Linked DNA regions of Sus scrofa: region 2 is linked to region 1. Evidence: chromatin contacts called from public HiChIP or PLAC-seq data. All regions are on one chromosome and are shown on one strand. Each heading gives the region's core, a stretch centred on a gene start, on an enhancer-like site or on the middle of the called end of the contact. The rest is flanking DNA. Distances are from core to core; before and after follow the strand shown. Region 1 holds the start of RFT1 (protein RFT1 homolog). Region 2 holds the start of PRKCD (protein kinase C delta type).

Region 1 (3,027 bases), core at 148-2,647:
ATGATTGCAGAAGTCAAGAGATTTTCCCCAAGGGCAAGCATCTAATGACAAGGCCCAAACTTGAGTCCCAGTCTGCCTGGTTCTTTCTCCAAACCTCTATGTGAAATGCTGCCTAAGGGAGAGGATGGATTCAGGACCTTTGTGAAGAAAGGCTGAATGGCTCAAGAATGAGACAGAGGGGAGTTCCCATCGTGGCGCATTGGTTAACAAATCTGACTAGGAACCATGAGGTTGCGGGTTCGATCCCTGGCCTTGCTCAATGGCTTAAGGATCTGGCGTCGCCTGTGAGCTATGGTGTAGGTCGAAGATGTGGCTCGGATCCCGCGTTGCTGTGGCTCTGGCGTAGGCTGGCAGCTACAGCTCTGATTTGACCCCTAGCCTGGGAACCTCCATATGCCGTTGGGAGCGGCCCAAGAAATAGCAAAAAGACAAGAAAAAAAAAAAAAAAAAAAAAAAAAAAGAACGAGACAGAGAAATTGCACCTTAGTTTGATTCAGAATAACCTAGTTTTAGGGTTAAAAGAATTTCTATGATACCATTTGGACTACCTGGCATGTACCATATCTAACAGATGATGAAAATTAGGGCTGAGGGGAAGTGACTTGGCCAAGGTCACATTGCCAGAAGGAAGATGCAGCCAACATGTACTAAGTGCCTGAGCATACTACTGTGTCAAATGCAATTATCCAAATAACCCCAACCCAGCCTCACAGCAACTTTATGAGCTAGATAATATTATTACCCCCGTTTTCTGAGGGAGGAGCTGAGGCTTAGCAGGTGAAGTCGCTTGTTCTGGGCCATGCAACAATCACTGAGGCAGAACCAAGATTCCAATTCGGGCCTGTTTGAGCCGAGGTCCCTGTTCTTAGCTACATCATATTGTCTCTCAGAACTCAGTGGGATTCAGAGAGTTTGAAAAAGTGTTTCAGGGTAAGAGTGGGACATGGAGAAAATAAACCCATTGCCTTAAAAAGTATCAGATTCTAGAACACCCCTGCCACCTAATCTAACCCTCCCCCATTCCCATTATATGGGAAACATAATGCTCAAAAGTAAAGTGGCTTGTTTAGAGTCTCCCAGCCAGGATTCTGAACCCAGGCTCCCAGTTCTGGGCCCAGGTGTGCCCTCTCTGCAGTAGCGGCCACCGCCTCCCGCCGAACCCCTCTGTAGTAGCGGAGAGGTTGTCGGGGCTGAATCTGCCCCGGCGTGGGCTCTCAAGAGCCGGAGGGCCGCCTCCCTGAATCCCGGCTGCGGGAAGGGCTGGGGCCGGCCAGGCGGAGTACCTGCAGGAGCAGACCGGAGGAGGCCAGACGGGCCGCCTGGCCCAGGACCTCCCGGCTGCTCATATCCTCCGCGCTGGGGCTCAGTCACCAGGAAACGCCGCCGCCAGCGGGCTTGGTCGCTAGAAGATAGCGACACGGAGCAGCTCGCTCGCTGATTGGTGGTTTGGGTACAGCGGGGGCGGGACACGGGAAGTTTTGGCCCTTTAAGTGGGCGGGTTCCGAAGCGTCAGTGCAGTTGCGCCGTATCACCTCTGGTGCTTGCGCTAACCTGTGGTTTTTGTGCCTGTACCTCCCTGTGCCAAGATAAGTGAAATACTGTGACCATACTAAGAAATGCTGCTAAAATAGCCAAAGCCCCTTCCCTGAGGCTCCCAGCCCACCAAGAAAACACTAACTTCCCTGACTGTACCAAAGCAGCGAACTGTTCACTGGCATCCATAATGAGATTCTTGCTGGTTGGCCTTTGTTTATAAAATTGCACCCACAGCCCCCTGAATCAGACTAGACAGGATTATTGCAATTTTACAACGAAAGAACTGAGGATCATAAAGTAAATACAGCATTTTCGCATGTGTGGTTTTGTGTAATTCTTTCTGAAGTGCTGAAAATTGGGTCCTGTTGTCAGAGATGGATAAGGTGAGACTTGGAGATGTGACCTGTTCATATATACACACCTTGTACCTAGGTGGAGGAGAGCCCAGGCCCCTGATCCTAAATTTGCCTCTCTTGCCTGCATGCTACCAATTGTGATGACAAAGCAGAAGAATGATAGGAAAGTGCTTCAAAAAAAGCGCCCAACACAATCAGCTGTTGGTCTATGTTCCTATCATCTGCTCTGCAGTCCATAGGAAGTCCCATCTATCTCTTTTAGGCCTTGGGTGATTTGACCCCAACCTACCTTCTCAACCACCTTTCATGCTCTCACTGCCCTTTTACAACGCATTCTAGGCTCTAGCCATTTAGAGCCCTTATGGTTCCTCAAATAGACCCTAATTCGCCTTGCTCTGCTGCCATCTATACCCACCGTGCCTTCCCCTGAGGGCACTGTCTACACTCCCAGGCCCCAGTGTCCTGACTTTTGTGAGTACAGTAGCATCTGTTATGGATTGAATGTTTGTGTCCTCTCCAAATTCATATGTTGAAGCCCTATTTACCACCAATGTGTTAGTAATTGGAGGTGGGGCCTTTGGGAGATAATTAGGTTATAAGAGTGGAGCCTTAATGAATGGGATTAGTGACCTTGTAAGAAGCGATGAGAGAGATGAAATCTCTCCCTTCCATGTAAAGATACAACAAGAAGGCAGCTATCTGCAAACCAGGAAGAGGGCTCTCACCAAGACCCAAATCAGTCAGCACTTTATCTTGGACCTCCCAGCCTTCAGAACTGCAGGAAAAAAATTCCTGTTGTTTCAGCCTCCTAGTCTATGGTATTCTATTACAGCAGCCTAAGCAAACTAAGACAGCACCTGTAAAGCACTTTGTAACCCTTTATAGCCCTTGGCATAGTCTGCTTCGCAGTGAAGAGACTAAACTATGTTTCTGTCTAAACAGTCCATGAGCTCTAAGAAGGCAGGAATGAAACCCACTTGGCTTTGTCATCTGTAGCAGTGGCAGAGAAAGTTCCTAGGACTCCAGTAAATGCTTCCTGACCTGTTACTGCTGCTACTGCTGCTGCTGGAAACTGACTCTGGAGCTTAAGGCCTATGCACTCTCCCAGCCCCATCTTGCCAGATCAATCAAACTC
Region 2 (3,025 bases), core at 241-2,740, 33 kb after region 1:
CAGCTTGGTGGAACGAGCCTTCCCCAGTGAGGTAGGGGACAGGCATCAGGGCTGGGCATTTAGGTCAGTTTTCAAACCAGGTCCTTCCTCCTTCTGGAATGTTGGGTAACAGCCTGCTCCCCTTCCCATCCTTCCCTAGGGTGGGAAGAATCATGTAGCTTTTCTGTTTCTAGCACCCTTGCCCCCCAACACACACACACACACACACACACACACACACACACACACACAAAATGGTTTCAGGATTCACATTTTTACCAGGGCTCCCCATCCCTGGAGGTCTCCTTGGACACCTGCTCTCCCAATTCCCACAGCCCTGTAACTCACCTGGTCTGGCCCCTTCTCTCCACCCATCTTCCCCAACCCAGGGTCTTCTCATCAGAACATCATAGCAACCCCTCTGTCCCTATCCAGCCTCTCTCTTCTCCTATAGCCACTCTGTCCCATCCATTTTCCCCCAGAGGCCCAGTCCATTGTAATGGCTGCTAGCACTTGCTCCTTGAGAAGACTGAAGTCTTGTCCATGGCCTGTCTCAGCCATGGGCCCCTTGATCAGCTCAAGTCTCTCCAGGAATTGCCCCCACTTTCGTCCCTTCAGTCTTAGCTGGAAAGAGCTGTCCACACTGTCCCCATCACCTCTCAGTGTCCCCCAGGAAGTCTGGGACCTGGAACCTTCTTCTTTGCCTCTGGAAAGTGACATTTCTTTCAAGTATGGAGTCACTGGATGGTTTTCTGAGCTTTGGGGGCAAGGGAACAGACTTCCTGGGCCTTACTCTTTCCCTAGACTTGAGGCCCAGAGGATACCCAGTGAATGAATGAATAAATGAGTTATGCCAGATAACCAAGTTCTAAGTCTGGAAAGGAATCTCCCCCAGGTGATGAAGAACTCTGAAAAGAAGCGTCAGGAGAGAGGAATACTGGTGGAGCCTGGTAGCGACTCCTCCCAGAATCGCTTGACTAGCAGCGGTAGACCAGCTAGAATTTCCCACCCTGGAGTCTTCCCACTCGTCTCCGGGGGCAGGGCCAGGACTAGCCGGCCTGGCGGCGGGCACCCAGCCCGGCCGCGTCCGAACTCCAGCCAACAGGAAGAGAAAGAGCAAGACTGGGAGAGGCGGGCCAGCTGGCGGGCGGGGAGTCCCAGGCGCCGGCGCTGGGAGCTGGGGAACCCCCGCTGGCGCCTCCCCGACTCGGTGTGCGAGGAGTAGGGTGGGGAGAGCGCGCCCCTGGGCCTCAGCGTCCTCTGTAAGATGGGGCCCTTTCTGAGGGATGGTACGTGCCCTAATGGCGGGCGGGGGCAAGGAGCACCGGAGCTGGCGGAGCGGCCCAGACACTGTCCGGCGGGCCAGGAGATGCCTAGTCGCGAGACCCTCACGGGGCAGCTGGTGGAGGTGGGGCCTCAGGGGGGCGGGCACTCGTGGGGGCGGGCCCAGATCGGGGGCGGGGCCGGGGCCGGGGCCGGCACCTGGGTGAGGTCGCGCCGCCCCGCCCCCTTGCACTTCCGTGTGCCCTGCGCGGGAGCGGGAGGCGGCGGCCCCGGGATCCCTTGAGCGACCCCCGGCGTCTGCCCTCCGCGCCGAGGCCTGGGTGGTACCTCGCCGGCCGCCGGGCCCGTTCCGGTCGGGCGCTCACCGACCCCGGTCCGCGCGCGTGCCCCGGAGCCGCGCCGCGAGCCGGACCCCAGCCACCGCGACCCCTGGCGCCTGGCCCTGAGCCCGGAGGTGAGTGAGGGCCGGGCCCTGACGTGGGATTGGATTGCCCCGAGGGCGCGCAGCCCCTCCCTTTCCCTCCCTGCTCAGGTTCCCGTTTCCGAAACTGAGCCGCGGCTGGCGAAAGTCCCTCTGCGCATCGAGACTCGCCGGTGCCTCCGTGCCCCCGTCCGCCCGTCTGTCCCTCTGTCCAGCGGTAGGGGCAAGGGGCTCTCGTCCGTCTTGTTCCCGGCCTTTCTCTACCTGCCTGGGTTCCTAGCGTCTCCGAGGGTCTGCCCGTCCCTTCCGAATCTTTGGGGCCTTCTGTCCGTCCATCCGTCCCCACCCCTAAGTTCCCTCGTCCTCCTCTCCCTACTCCCCGTCCGTCTGTCCTTCACCTTCCTCGCGCTCCATCACCCCGCCCCCATCCCACCTCCGGTCGCCCCCTAGATCCCATCCTCCTGGAACGGCGCCTCCAACCCACGCTCGCCGTCGCATGCCTGTCTGGTCGCCTTTCTTTTTCTTCCGCGGGTGTGAGGCCAGGCTGCCCGCCGGGCCTTGCCTCTCGCCCCTGGGACCCTGCCCGGCCCAGCCCTCGCGGCGCCTCCTTCTTGCTCTCTCCTTTCAGACTCTAGGTCTTTCTCCCCATCTCTCTCCGGGCTGGGAGTGGCTTCAGTCTCTACCATCCGTCTCCCTTCCCGTCCCGCCCCTGCGACCCTCTGAGCCTCCTCCTCCGGTGGCCCCTTTCCAATCCCCACGCCTCCCCCGTGGGGGCCCAGCCAGGAGAGGGGAGGGGGTGGAGGAGAGCAGAGGTGAAGAGGCAAGAGGTGGGCACGGCAGAACTGCCCCACTCTGCCAAACTCCCCCATTTGCCCTTGTCGGGGATGGGAGAGCCCACTGAACCCCCCACTTAAACCTGGTCAGAAGGATTTGGTGTGACTACACGACCTTTCTTTCCCCTCTGGCCTCTGCACTAAATGCCTGGATCCTGTCTTGTGTTGAGTTGCCTGTATCTGGGCATGTGGATGTATTGTGTGTTTCCCTGTGTGTCCTCACTGGGTCTGGGATTTGCCCCTGTGTGTCCTTTTAAATGTGTGACTTGCTTGTGTATGTGAGTATGTCTATTTGAGTGTCCTAGGCTTTGTGTGCCCTTGGCAGCTATGTGTGTACTATGTTCTGTCACCAAACACCCCTCTATGTGTTGGGGTATGTGTCTCTGTGTGCCTGCTGGATGGGCTCTATGCTGCACACTGAGTATATATTATGGTGACCCACTAGCCATGAGTACATTCGAGTTGTTAATTGTGGGAGCCGTCAGTGTTAGTGTCAGCCCACTAAACT

The links. HiChIP or PLAC-seq counts read pairs in DNA pulled down with a chosen protein or histone mark.
Region 2: a contact with region 1 is called in an H3K27ac HiChIP or PLAC-seq map of alveolar macrophages. The contact joins the promoter of PRKCD here to the promoter of RFT1 in region 1. A contact is called at or near these places in 1 of 47 Hi-C or Micro-C datasets (liver) and 1 of 2 datasets of contacts at active chromatin or transcription factors (alveolar macrophages).

The regions. Positions count from the first base shown.
Region 1 is chr13:35,256,409-35,259,435 of Sscrofa11.1, forward strand. It overlaps RFT1 (protein RFT1 homolog), which reads right to left and starts at 1,398. Exons shown (of 14, transcript XR_002337566.1): 1 at 1,284-1,398.
Region 2 is chr13:35,289,345-35,292,369 of Sscrofa11.1, forward strand. It overlaps PRKCD (protein kinase C delta type), which reads left to right and starts at 1,491. Exons shown (of 19, transcript XM_021068961.1): 1 at 1,491-1,717.